Linked DNA regions of Anser cygnoides: region 2 is linked to region 1. The links are chromatin contacts, called in public Hi-C maps. All regions are on one chromosome and are shown on one strand. The core of a region is the stretch at or near the end of the contact, and the rest is flanking DNA. Distances in the headings are between cores, read along the strand shown.

Evidence for each region. Hi-C and Micro-C count contacts between places; a contact is called where the count stands out from the background.
Region 2: a Hi-C map of liver shows a contact between it and region 1, with 2.9 times the contacts expected there. The contact joins the promoter of RPP30 here to the promoter of HECTD2 in region 1. A contact is called at or near these places in 3 of 7 Hi-C or Micro-C datasets (granulosa cells and liver).

Annotation. Positions count from the first base shown.
Region 1 is chr7:17,627,916-17,634,665 of Taihu_goose_T2T_genome, reverse strand. It overlaps HECTD2 (HECT domain E3 ubiquitin protein ligase 2), which reads left to right and starts at 2,677. Exons shown (of 23, transcript XM_048069026.2): 1 at 2,677-3,050; 2 at 3,053-3,223. The coding sequence starts at 2,979.
Region 2 is chr7:17,817,378-17,824,753 of Taihu_goose_T2T_genome, reverse strand. It overlaps RPP30 (ribonuclease P/MRP subunit p30), which reads left to right and starts at 5,602. Exons shown (of 11, transcript XM_048069301.2): 1 at 5,602-5,755. The coding sequence starts at 5,674.

The DNA of each region.
Region 1 (6,750 bases), core at 1,428-3,927:
GGCCACGTCATTGTGCAGAGATGTGCAGTTGACTTTTTCCCCTTCCTGACGACTCAAACTCTTTGGATAGAAGGAATATGTTTGTGAATAATTCTAAAATAAATTGTCAAGGTCTCCTCCTGCTTGATCGGACCAGCACCCTGCTAAGGTTGGACTGTTTTCCCTTAAGTACAAGAAAATATGTTCAGGGACATGTACAGCCATAGTCACTCAGGGGTGTTACTGTGCTTTATGTACGCTTATCTGAGCCAGCAGCGGGGCATGCCAGCGTGGGGTCCAGTGCAGGCTGCAAAACTCATCCAGGAACCAGTGTGAATGTGTAGGCCCAGCAGAATGTACTTGGCATGAGGAACAGCTTGTGATTGAACCTTACTGTTTCCTGACTCCCCCCAAAATAATGTGAAGTAGCTGGCAACATGTGATTTAAGACTTTTAAGTTGCTCAAAGTGATTAAAAGAATCAAGGAAAGGGTCCTTGTAAGGATAAAGGAGGGAACACAGTAATATTGCCTGTTAGAAGACAGGCAATCTTTATCCTTTTTTCTCAATGCTCCATTGCCCACTACCCTTGTTTATCACTTTGGCAATGAATGATTGCATGGTTACATGCATTGCCTCATTACACACAGCACTGCTGCAACCATCTAGCATCCATCCATACTAGCAAATTTAAAGCCAGTTTAGATGTGCCTTTCCCAGCACATTTTCCCAGATGGTTACATCTTTGACTGTGTTGTAGATGTATGAATAATATTGAAATACTTTTAGTTACAAACCCTAGGCAATAGATGTATGCTACCTTTATTAGAAGTAGGAAAATGCATTTATTTCTCCTTCAGTATAAGGTCCTTTTACTCTTTTACAAAAATAGGAACAAAAATTTTTAACAGATTTATGCCAATTTTCCTAATTGTCCTGGGTCAAAATATTCCCCTGAATTAGTTTAGTTCAACAGAGCACTTTGTTTTAATGTAGAACAGGTTCGATATTTCTATGGACAGCAAAAAATTGATGTCTTGCTCTGGTGTTGCATTAGCTTTTTGTGAAATAATCTTGCTAAAATGCTATTTCAGTATTTTTGAAGCTATCAAAAAAAGACCCTTATAGCTCAATAGAAATGAAAAAAAAAAAAAAAAAGAGGCATTATGAAATCATTTGTGTACTTTCTATTTCCCTCTGCTTCTTTCTCTCTGCAGGCTTAAGGAAACAGACCCTTCCATGTTTCCAATTGGCATAGCTCCACAGAACCGCTTTGCCAATTACTTCCAGTTGCGGATTACCACTTAGTGTATAGCTGCTTGTACTGAAGTTGTTGCAATTACTATCATTATGTTATTTCTCAGCAAGGAAAAGAAAAAGATGAGTGAGTTTTGGGGGGCTTTGTTTAACTGCAGTGAGCCACTTACTTATGCCAACCACTGAGAGCAACTTGGAGGCAAGCACAGTGAGAAGTGAACTTCTTGGAAAAAACAGCTTTCAAATTTAACTTGGTAGGGAGACAAAGGGATTTCTTAATGAAACCTAACAAACTTTAGGTCTGCCAGTTCCTTCAGAAATGGAAAGCATTTTTCAATGTGTTAGATTACCACTGCAGTACCAATTATGCCCTTTTTTATGCATCGTACAGAGATCTTTACCACAGCTCCAACCTGCGGGAGCTACTTGTGTAATGCCAGTGCTGGGGAAAAACTATTGTGTGGTTTACCTCTATCCAAGAAACCATCTTGAAGATTTCTTGTACGTAACTACTGGTACGTAACTATTTGCACTCCTTTGACCCCTGCACTAGGAGGGGAGGTCTCTAGGCAAATTAAGAGTGCTCTGAAAGCAGCTAGCTTCAGGTGGCAGCTAGTGGTTTCAAGGACCTAAATGTTTTGTTGCTCAGTATACACAACCACGACAGCCCTCTCATGTAGGACTCCCCATAGCTTTGCTTATCAAGTCAAGTGGTAGGTCAGTACCCCTAGACATCTACACTAGATGTTGTATTACAACCAGTTCAAGACAGCATGTCTTCTAAAGATGATTTTTTATTTTTTTATTTTTTTTTTAAACAGCAAAGCTTCAGCAAGCCCAGGGTATGGCACTGAGGCTCTGAAAATGGGTCATGCCTCAGACGTCCTGAGCTTCTGCCGTTGCCGGATCCTGGCTTCGCTCTGTCTATGCCAGTGAGACACGGAGAGAATCTTTTTATACTTAGCTTCTTTATTTTCCTCATTAAAGAATGTGATTTGAAACTGTAATGACATTACCATGTGGTAACGAGGCACTGTGACAAACCCCAAACCCTGCCTGCGAGCGTAACGCACACCACCGCTGAGGTGATGAAGAGGAACCGGAGCGCCACGCTGGCACCCACCCCGATGTCCCTTATCCGTAATCGATCACTTATTACTCGTATATTTATTTACTCGCCGTCCTGCACCAGCCTCCCCAGGGAGCGAAGCCCCCTCAGGCCCGCGGCCGCAGCGCCGGGCTCGCCCCCTCACCACGGCGGCTGCGCAGAGCGCGGAGCACAGCCCCGATTCCCGTACGGCCGCCGCCCGCGCTCCCCGCCCGGCGCCTTTTCCTGCGCTACGGAGTTTCCGTAGCCGTGTCCTCCGCTGCCCCCGCGCGGCGCCCCCGGTCGCCAGGCGCGTTTCTATGAGGCGCCTATAAACAACATGGCGGCGGCCGCCCCTCGCGCTGCCCGCCGTCTGTAGGTGGCGCGGCGGCTGAGCGGGGCGCGGGGGCAGCGGGGGACGGCGCCGCCGGCCGCCTCCGCACCGCTCCGTCCCGCACGGTCCCACCCCGCTCCTCGCCGGGCCGCGGCGGGGGCGGCCGGGCCGCGCTCCGCCCCGCCGTGCGGGGGTGTCTGGGCGCCCGGGAGCAGCCCCGCTGCTGCGCGAGCGGAGCGGAGCGGAGCTCCTCGGAGCGGCTGCTGGCCCGAGGGGACGGGCTCCGGGAGCCGGCGAGGGGACAGGAGCCGGGAGCGGGGCCATGTCGCTGCCGATCCCCCCGACGGCCACGGCTGCCGCCGACCTCCCCCCCCCGGCCCCGGCCCCGGCCCCGGCCCCGGCCCCGGCGCGGAGCTGCCGCCGGGCGCGGAGCTGGGCCAGGGCAGCGCGGCCCCGCCGGCGGCCGAGGAGGAGGAAGGCGAGGGTGAGGAAGAAGAGGAGGAGGAAGGGGAGAAGGAGAGGGAGAAGCTGCCGCCCCTCCCGGCGGCATCCAGCGCGGCGGCCGGGGTAGGTCGGGGGCTCGGCGGGCGCTTGCTCCGCGCCCCGCTCCGGGCGGGCACCGCCGGCGGCGTCCCTCGGCTGCCGAGCCCGGGGAGGCTTTCATTCAAGTTTCTTAAAAATAACGAGCGCGCCTGGAAGCGGTGACATAACGGAGCTATAAATTCTCCCTCTACTTATAGTTCTTTAACATTTTACAACGGTCTGCTCGCTCGGGTTAGTCATGGCTGAGGATTTGCAGCGCTGTCGGTGGGGGTTTGGGAGCGGGGGCTCCGGCTCCTAATGCGCGTATGGCAACAGCTAGCTGGGAGAGGCTTCTGTATTTTTAACTTTTTCTTTAAAAGTCTCTTCCGTTTTTTGCATTGTGTTGAAGCCAAGATGACAGAACAGCTCGGTAAGTGATGAATGAGTTAACGCGGGTTTAGAAAAAATAAACGTCGAGAAAGGTATTTGCCAGAGCAATTTAGTTTCAAGAAACCTCATTTGAGATCTTTAATCATACTTGAGTTATGATTTTCTTTCTGCTGATTGTACAGTATTGTGAAACATAAAATTTTCCTGGCGTAAGTCGCTTATTGTGTATAACTCAACATTAAAGCTCGCTGTAACTTATTCAGCCCAGCAATGAAGCAAACATCTTATCAACCCTATGCTAATATAGTTACGAGACTTTAGTTCAATGGTTCTGATAAGTATCAGGTTTACTAGAAATTACCAGCAGCAAATTACCATAATTTGAGTTTAAAAGATTGAGTGCTTAACGTTTTTGACTGTCATGAAATAATTGTGATGTTAAACCAAGTAATTGTAGTCAAACTGCAAACTCCTTTGAGCAGTTCTGCCAATTTGTGTTTTGGCTAAGATGTTCCAATCTTCTGAGAGGCTTTCAGCTTCCCAAATCTGTCAGAATTTGGGAGGATGTGTTTGTTCCTGTGATTCAGATAAAGATTTGGGAGAAGACAGCGATGGCCAAGTACCCGGGAGTGACTTGCACCTTTGATAAGGTGCAACCTCGGAAAGGTGCTCCATTTCAGACTTGGAATGGCAGATGCCAGTCCCTTGGGGAAGGTAAATAATGATGGGCTACAATGTGTCAGGCTTAGCTTAGGTAATGAAAAATACATGCAACTGATCAGCTATGCAGCATTTCCACTGTCCTGAAGAATCGGGAGAAGAATCTGGTTTGTGGCTGGGCATCCCACATGCTTCTCTGAACTGCTGCCTGCAGGAATTAATAAGTTGTCTGAGCTGACCTGCTACAGAGCAGCTCAGATCTGGCTATGTGTGATTGCTTGTCAAATGCATGGGGGACTTTGAACTTACGGAGATGCATGCAGATTTTAATAGTATGTTACAGAGGGAGAGCTGTGTGGAAAGATGTAATAGATCTTTCGACAGCCCTGGATTTCTCAGTGTGCACCAGAATGCTGGTTTTGGTCCAAATGTACCAAACAGGGAATGCAGATATGCTTTTGCAAGACCTTTATGAGTTGAAAGAAGGTATTGGACTGATGGTCTGCTGAGCCCTAGTGTTGACCAACCTACGCATCTAATTACAAGGTTTTCAGGAGTATGGTGTGAGATTCATCCTATACAGATGGTTTTTATTTTTTTTTTTATATTAAAACTTCTGCTTGAAAATCAGAAATGAATGTTACTGAATCAGATTCTCACGCACTTTTAAAGACAGACATTTTCTCACCTGCATCGTCATTAAACTGGAGAAAAGTTTATAATTTGATAAGGTGACTAAAGGGGGAAAATGTCTTTAAAATTTGCTTTTTTTTCCTATTAAAATTCCTTTTCTTTAAAAACAAATGCCTGATACAAATATGAAAATACTTCTGATGTTGTTAATTTGCTCGTTATCTCTGCCTATTATTTCTAAGCGTATAGCCATCATATGATGACTTACCTCGTCTCTGTGTGAAGAGCGAGCCTTATATATCCTGGTCTCAAAACATCTCCCCAGGTTGTTTGCGCAATTGACATTTTCTTCCATTGCTAGGGACCCACCATAGATTTGTGCAACATGACTGTAGCTTCCTAGAAGGCAGTATGAAGGTGTGACACATCTTTTAAACTTTCTATTCTCCACAGTAGCTGTGGAAAAGGTCAGAATTTGAGAGAGTCAATAGATAACCACAGTATACGTTATCTTATTAGGGCATGAGCATGAAAGATGTCACATCTGGAGTTTAAGCAGGCTGAAAATTGGAAGAAAGTGTTTATGTGACTACTGCTATTGCCATTTGCATCGTGGCTTTTTCTAGGCAAGGACCGTGTGGAGTTACTGAAAGAGGGTAACCTTTCTGGGTGATTTTCTTCTGCTTTCATTCCTAAGGGAAGTTGTGGAGCTAAATTACTCCCACAATAAATTAATGTGGTCCTGCAACGTGCCAAGGTTTTTCTTATGCGTGGAATGATGATTAAAAAATAATGCATAGGGGGAGGTGGTTTGGATGTCAGTATTCAGATTCTGCAAATAAATTTGTGGGAAGTTATTTAACTTGCCTCTTGTAAGCAGGAACAAGTAGAGGTTTCTATAAAGCAAAAACGGTCTGATGTTACACCTTTCAAGATATGAATGGAAAGGAAAATTTTACTTTTTGAGTAGGCTGTTGCACTGACAGCTGTCTTTGGGTAATCCTTGTTTCCTCTGTGTTTTCTGGCACCCCTGGTCCTTGCTCACTACATACGTAGGGGTCTTCAGTGAGTTAAGTTAGGGCTGAAGAGCAAGGTTTTCAAGAAACTCTTCTAGATGGTCTTTTTGCCTCTTTTTCTGCAAGCACTCTGTATGTGCTCTTTGCAAGCAGTTTGACTTGTTTTCACCATCTGGTTTCATTTCAATAATGGAAAACATAAATGTATAAAGTATAAAGCTAGTACTTCTCCAGCCTTATGGAGGGCTTAATGCTTTTGAAAAATTTCAGTAAGAAGCCAGCAGCGTTGTAAGTTATTAATATGCTCTTAGAAAAGGATTAGAGGAGGATTAAAGATGGCTTTGATCCACTTCCTCCAAGCATGCCTGTTCCTTATGTGGGGGTTCGGTTTTCTGATGGCTGTGTGTTTGTAGCGTTTTAGGCTCTAGAGGCTCGTTGACCTCCTACAGAGTTTTATAAGTATGACACAGTGCTGTACGCTTGTCCTAGATTACTCTCCCAGGAGATGTCACAGATCCTCTTTGATGAGCATGTACTTCCCCGGTATTCCTCCAGGGCTTTCCAGCAAAGCCTTTATCAGTATGTTTGTTTAACATTGTTGGAGCCGCACTTGGAGCAGGATGTGATGGAGTGGAATAGCGCGTGCAAGCTTCGCTCTTTCTGATTGCTTCTCAGGGCAGTGGCATTAAGAAGGACCTTCTAAAATAACTATTCGACTATACTATTGCAGTGGCACGGCTGGAGTAAAACTGGAAAGCTGAGGAAAGGTTATGTGACTCAAAACAGCTGTCACAGCAGTCTGCTTCATAAGAGCTCCTCTTATGAATTTATCTATGATAACTATTCCCTACAAATTGTTAGAATCATCCAAAC
Region 2 (7,376 bases), core at 4,353-6,852, 190 kb before region 1:
TACCCTTCTTTGTATTTACTCTCACAAGCCAATTTAAGTCAAAGGGATTTACATGCTATTACAGAAAAGTGTTTTCTTTTTTTTTTTTTTTTTTTTTGTACTTTTATAGAGAAAATGCAAAAGCTTGGCAAGATGAAGCAGCTGATACGTCTCTAAAATCTTTTCCTTGAATGCGTTTCACTGGGACACACCTGGAAAAATATTCCAGTTTCCAGGGCTGGGCTCAGTCTGGTGAGGTGCTTTTCCTGGGAGTTTCAGAGGCTTTCATATCCCCAGAGCCGGTGAAAGCACAGAACATATATCATTGCATGGGACTACATCTATTCTATGCATTGAAAAGCGATCACACATGAAGTTAGGGGTTGATCCTTACAAGTGAACATCCCACTTTTGTCTTCAGTGACCCTATTTACAAATTCTGATTGCTGTTCCAGACAGCACGCGGAAATTAAACCTATGATTGGCTGATTGGGTGTCAAGAATAACAAGTTGACATTTGTGATACCCCTCTTCCACCCCATGATAAAACCTTTTCACCTGACATTGGGCTTCAAAAAATATCATCGAATCAGTTTCATGGCTGAGCTTCCTAACATCCTGTCCTTTAAGTAATTTATGCTCTCTATCTATAAAAGCCTCTTCATATATCTGTGTACCTCTGACTGACTATGGCCCTTGTCCCTCATTGTTCATGCCCCTATTGAAGTTAAATTATTTTGGTCACACCTGCTAATATACTTTATTGCATATCTCATCTTTGAGATTTCATTCTTGTTATGTAGAAATGTTCCAAATTTAAAGAAAAAAAAAAGGCAAGGAAAGCTTTTTCTTTTTTTTTTTTTTCCCACAAATAATAATCGACTTTTTTTTTTTTTCTCCTTCAGAGATATTGTTAATCACAGAACATCTTCAGAATTTGTGTTCATATTAAGTATAAAATATATCAGTGGGTTTTGGTATCAATTCTTTGCCTCCGTGTTAGCAAGGTAAAGTAAGATAGACGTGGTCAAAGGAAGAAAGAAAACATAATGTCACCAGCACATGTTGATTTGGTATGTCCATTCTGTTTCTATTAAAATGTCTGTGTTGAAAGAACTTGCACTAAATCCTGGATGCTTCATCCCTTTCCTGAGGACTTAATTCTTGCAGAGTCCATTGAAACAGAAGGTTTTTGCTAACTTGCAGCCCTCTGACTGAAATGGGTCCAGGACTGCAGCATGAGGAACTTCACCAGCAGAAGGAAAACCACTGACAGCCCAGCACGGTAACTCTCTTTACCCTCCACAGCCATGTCTGGAAAACAAGAGCTGTGCTTATCTTAACACAAAATCTTAAAGATGCTGCTACATTTTCATTCTTAAACGATTTAATTTTGGATACATAGCAAGAAGGTACCACAACATGAGTATGAAATCTTCCAAGGTCCCTTCCAATCCCTAACATTCTGTGGTTCTGTGAAATGTAATAAACAGGAAAATTTTCTTGCTATGTTTCCTTTCTTTATCATCTCCTTTTTTGTCATTCCTTGCCTGAGCTAGTCTATATTCATAAGCTGTTGTTTTCATTTATCTCTTGTAAATTTTTTTCTTTCGTTTTCATCTTCTTTTCTTGGAAACCAATATAAGTGTGGTGAGGACCTGCTGTTGGGAATAATAAATAAAGTATAGGTATATGTTTCTTCTGCCTTGGGGAAATATGTTGTCAAAATATTTAGAATATTTTATCACAGACTGGGTAGAATTCCATGGACAAATATTATTGAAACCTTGATTTTTATTCCCAGAATGTAGTTTAGCAAATAACACTCTTGTCCAACTTCTAGCAAAGATGTTGCAGCTGCAGTTTCTTTTCTGTCCTTTCTTGCCTTTGTGAAAATAAATCATCACCACTCTGTGGCAGTAAAACAGAGAGGTAACCGTTCACATCCTTGGTGTTTCTTATCTTTGTCAAAATAAATACTCACATCTGTGCAAGTTAAATAAATGTGAAATGATGTCTTCCTTTTTTGGAACCAGCAAATACCGAAGAAAAGCAAGCTGTCATCTGAAAAGAAAACAAACAATTAAGATGAAATTTATACTAGAAGTTCTTTATCATGCAGAAAAACAGAGTTCTCATCCCTGAAAATTCATTCTGCAGCTTTATGAAGGAAACTGTTAAGGTTATGATAAAAGTGATCCTGACATTTATGTTACTGAGTTGCCGAGATAGGTGATACCAAACAATATCTTCAGCTTCCTAAAGGTGCTAAATGCAGAACTAAACAATAAATAAATAAATAAACAAGCAAAAATCTGTCAGCCACTACCCTGGGCTGCCCATAGAAAACACGTTAGAAGAATTGTTAGAGGAACTGCATAAAAAAATACCTGGAAGGACTTCACTGAGATCTAAATATAGTGAGAAAAAAATATCTAGAGGGAGAAAATTTGGCTCTACTAGGAGGACTTCAGGCCACAGATAAAACAAAGCATATTAGAGGCTTGTGACTTAATAGTCAGAACCATAAAGATGTTTTAAGTAGATCACCAGGGCTGGCCTGAACAAAAATAGTAATATCGGAGTAATTAATGTAGGAAATAAGGTTGCACACTGGTCTGTGAAAATGATTTGTGATATGTGATGCTGAAAGTGCTTCATACTCAGACTCTTACGCCATCACAGCTAATAGTGTTCTGCAGGATTCATGAAGATCCATTTAAATGTTCTCCATTTTCAGTGCCTCAAGGAAAGGTTTGTTTATCTTGTATATTGCCAAACACAAAAGCTGCTTAATCTTGTTCAATGTCTCTTAGTACAAGTCCAATAGGGCCATTCAGAAATAATTGATATGTTTATGGATTTCTTCTTACAGACAAATTAAGACAAAACAAGTTACAGCATACATAGTTAAAGAAAATCTGAAATAATACTTGAAGCTCTTCTATGTTCACACACTTCACAGAAAGGCCTTGAGAATACCATTCAGGCTACGCTAATTGTTCAGATGACTGGCAGAGAAGCAGTTCTGGCTGATCTAATAAACAAACACCTTACAGGCTCAGATAGGCCAAAACAGAGCTCCTTTGCTGAAATATCTTGACCTCTACAATTGTCAATAACAAAAGGCTGCCATACCTGTGGCAACAGCAAAGACTGTCTATCAGTCTGTTTTTTCCCCTTTCACAGAGATGTGACAGGCTGTTGGCTACTGTCCCCCAAAGCCACCCTGAGCTCCCAGCCTGGTCTCCACAGCCACAGGTGGCTTCTGTTAACGCCATCCCAGGTCTTTGTAACTCATTAGACCACAAGGCCAGAAACGTGCCGATCGCATACTGTTTTTTCCTGGTGATCCGTTGCAAAACGTGTGATCAGCGGTGATGGTCATTCAGAGAGCTCCCGGATGACTGGAGACTTGCTAATGTGACACCCATCTATAAGAAGGGTTGTAAGGAGGACCTGGGGAACTATAGGTCTGTCAGCCTGACCTTGGTGCCAGGAAAGGTGATGAAACAGGTCATCTTGAAAGCAATCATGCAGCATATGCGGGACAACCAGGGGATCTGGCCCAGCCAGCATTGGTTCATGAAAGGCAAGTCCTGCCTGACCAACCTCATCTCCTTGTATGACCGGGTGACCCGCCTGGCGGATGAGGGAAAGGCTGTTGACGTAGTCTACCTAGACTTCAGCAAGGCCTTTGACACATTCTCCCATAGTACTCTCCTGGAGAAGCTGGCAGCCCATGGCTTGGACAGGTACATTCCTGGCTGGGGTAAAAACTGGCTGGACAGCCGGGCCCGGAGCGTGGTGGTGAATGGAGTGAAATTCAGCTGGCGACTGGTCACCAGTGGTGTTCCCCAAGGGTCAGTGTTGGGGCCCATCCTCTTTAATATCTTTATTGATGATTTGGATGAGGGAATTGATTGCACCCTCAGTAAGTTTGCAGGCAACACCAAGTTGGGGAGAAGTGTTGATCTGCCAGAGGATAGGAAGGCTCTGCAGAGGGACCTGGACAGGTTGGATCAATGGGCAGAGGCCAATGGGATGATGTTCAACATGGCAAAGTGCCGGGTCCTGTAGTTTGGCCACAATAACCCCGTGCAGCGCTACAGGCTTGGGGGAGAGTGGATCGAAAGCTGTGCAGAGGAAAACGATCTGGGGGTGCTGATTGATGCTCGCCTGAACACGAGCCAGCAGTGTGCCCAGGTGGCCAAGAAGGCCAATGGCATCCTGGCTTGTATCAGGAATAGTGTAGCCAGCAGGACCAGGGAGGTGATCGTCACCCTGTATTCTGCTCTGGTGAGGCTGCTCCTCAAGTACTGTGTTCAGCTGTGGGCCCCTCACTACAAAAAGGATATTGAGGCCCTGGAACTTGCCCAGAGAAGAGCTACAAAGCTGGTGAAGGGCCTGGAGCACAAGTCCTGTGAGGAGTGGCTGAGGGAACTGGGGTCATTTAGTCTGGAGAAGAGAAGGCTCAGGGGAAACCTTATTGCTCTCTACAGCTACCTGAAAGGAAGCTGTGGGGAGCTGGGAGTCAATCTCTTCTCGCAGTGACAGGACTAGTGATAGGACTAGAGGGAATGGCCTCAAGCTGAGCCAGGGGAGGTTTAGGTTGGAAATTAGGAGACATTTCTTCTCAGAAAGATTAGTCAGCCATTGGAACGGGTTGCCCAGGGAAGTGGTGGCATCAGCGTCCCTGGGGGTGTTCAAGGAAAGGTTGGACCTGTTGCTTAGGGACATGGTTTAGTGTGTGACATTGGTGGTAGGGTGATGGTTGGACCAGATGATCTTGGAGGTCTTTTCCAACCTTAATGATTCTATGATGATCTCTTTGGCACAAACGAGTCACAAATCTCAAGGCATAATGGGTCCAAGCTCTACCAAGGCGTGGCAACATACCCAGGAGCAGTCAGCACTGCCACCTTGGCCCCGGTGAGGAGCAGTTTTGCCTGGTTAAGTGTTCAGAGTTCCAGATACCCCACAGACTTTTCTTCATGAATTATCCCAGTCTGAAGAAAGAGGAAGCAAAAGATTTGCAAGGGCCTGCAATACTACCTCAAAACTGGGAACAAATTGCAGACACTGTCTTCAGCAGCTGCTGTTGTAAGTCCCCAACACAAACAAACCAAAACAGTGGTAGTTACCACCCCTATTTCGCATACGCTGTGTTGATTATCAGCAGCAAAATGAGATTTGTGGGTTTTGCAACAGCGCTACGTAGTCGATGTGTGCACGTTCTGTGGTCTATTGTAATTCCTGAGTGCTTTGGCATTTTGGGGAATATCTCTTGCATGGCAGCCTGGGTCTTTATTTCACAATTTTTTAACATGGGAAAAAAAGGCCTTGAAATAACTAGAAAGGACTCTTATACAAATAAGCAGTGGTCGGCTGAGGCCCCATGAATTTGGGTCGGTGATGCTTCAGTCGAGCAGGACCGCGGCTCCACCTGGTGGGCACGACACCGGCCCCTGAGGGCGCTGGGCCCGAGCGAGCTCGGCTGCTCCTGCTCCCAGCCCCCGGCACGTTGCACAGGGGCCACGGGGCCATGCCTCGTCCCCTCCTCAGCCCTGTCTGTGGGGCTGGGGCCTGCCCCGCCCGCCACGGGGCCTCCTCCACAGCTCCCCGCCCGGCCACCAGGGCGGGACTACAAGCCCCAGGGTGCCCCGGGCCGGGCGGGGCGGTGCTGCGCGCAGCATGGCCGGGTTCGCCGACCTGAACGTGCCGCAGGGCCCGGACAAGAAGGGGCTGCAGAGCCTGCTGGAGGCTGCGGCTCGCCGTGAGTCCGGGAGCGGGGCAGCGGCCGGCCCTGCGCCGGGCCGAGCCGGGCTGGAGGGGCTGGGGCAGTGCGGCGGTTCGGGCCGGCCGGGGGTGGAGGATGCCGGCCTCTCCCTGCTGTGCTGGGTTGGTGTTAGCAGCAGAAGTGTGAATCCTGGCAGAGCTGGGCTGGAGGGGAGCCGAAGGCACCCTGCACAGGGCTTTCCCTGCGCTTGGGAGGCCGGGCAGTGCCTGCTGTGCCTGATGCGTCACTGTCCTGCAAGGATTTTAGGGCCCCCAGTTGCTCCACAGCCTCTGTAGGCAGCTTGTTCCAGAGCTACTGGTCTTGCTCAGCATGGTTTTTATAGTTTCTTCGTGTCTTGGCCCCTTAAAGGCAGCCTTTCCCTTTATGTCATCTTTGTATTTGTTCAAATGTGAGTATGTTTCTGTGCACAATGTATCTTCCAGTCTGCTGCTGTTGAAAACTGCAGTCTTCCTCCTTCTGCTAGCCTGTGTCCGCAGCCGTGCTTCCCGTGCCTCACACCTGGCAGTTCCTAGGTCAGCCCTGTGATGGAGCAGGAGAAAAGCTGCCTGAGGCATCCGTGCCCCAGCATGGCTTGGCCTCCTGGTGCACAGCCTGTGGGTCTGCCCTAAGGGGGGCTGGTCCTGGCCGGGAGAGCAGCAGAATATAAGCTGCAAGAAGGTTTGTGTAAGTGCAGCAGGAATCTCTGTCCTTAGTTTCCCTTTCTTTTGGCCTAAACCTCCATTCAGAGTTTCCTCACAGGTCTGCATTTTCATATTTCATTCATTGTCGTTGCTCCTCCCCCTACTCTGCTTGACCTGCAGTTTTCTGCAAGTGAAGTGACCGAGACTGAGGTCTTCTCAGTGCTGAGCACCATGGAAAAATGGTGCTGTGTCTTGCAGTCTGTATCTCAGCCTGTCTATCCCATTGTATATATTTTTTTTCCCAACTTGGGGACTCATTTTCCGCTTGTAATTTCTTAAGACCCTAGGTCTTTTTTTTTTTTTCCTGAAGAATTGTTTTACAACCAGTTGCTTCCTGTAGAGTGTTTGTGGGTGATTTGTCTTTGTCAAATGTACAATCTTTCTCTAATCCCTGTTGAATGAGAACTTTTTGTCAGTTTGTCAACATTGTTTTGAATTCTAACTTTGCCTTCTAATATAACTCTACCTTTCATACCTTTGTGTTGTCTGCAGTTTTAACAAGTATGCTGAATGTCGTTAACCATTTTTCCTAAAGAAAGTCATTAATAGGACCAAGCTAGGGCAAAATGTTTGGGACCCCCAGCTTGGCAAGAAGTCATTGATATCTGCTGTTAATTTTCAACCAGTTTCTTCCTGACCTTACAGTAGCTTCATCTAGAATGTATTTTCCGAATGACTCTTAGCCTGTCCAATTCACTTGCAAGCCCAGCGTAACACTTAACTGTTCATCTCCTGTATGTGCTCCGGTGCTGGCCATGCCAACAAACTGTGCTCAAGCAATCATTTGTGTTCATAAAGCTCTGCCATCCAGTGAGTGTAGTCATGACTGGGGTGTATTAAAATAAATTTTTGTACTTTAAGATGCTTCTTTGGTGAGCTAATCTTCAGAGAAAAAAAAAATCAACGTGAAAGGTGTA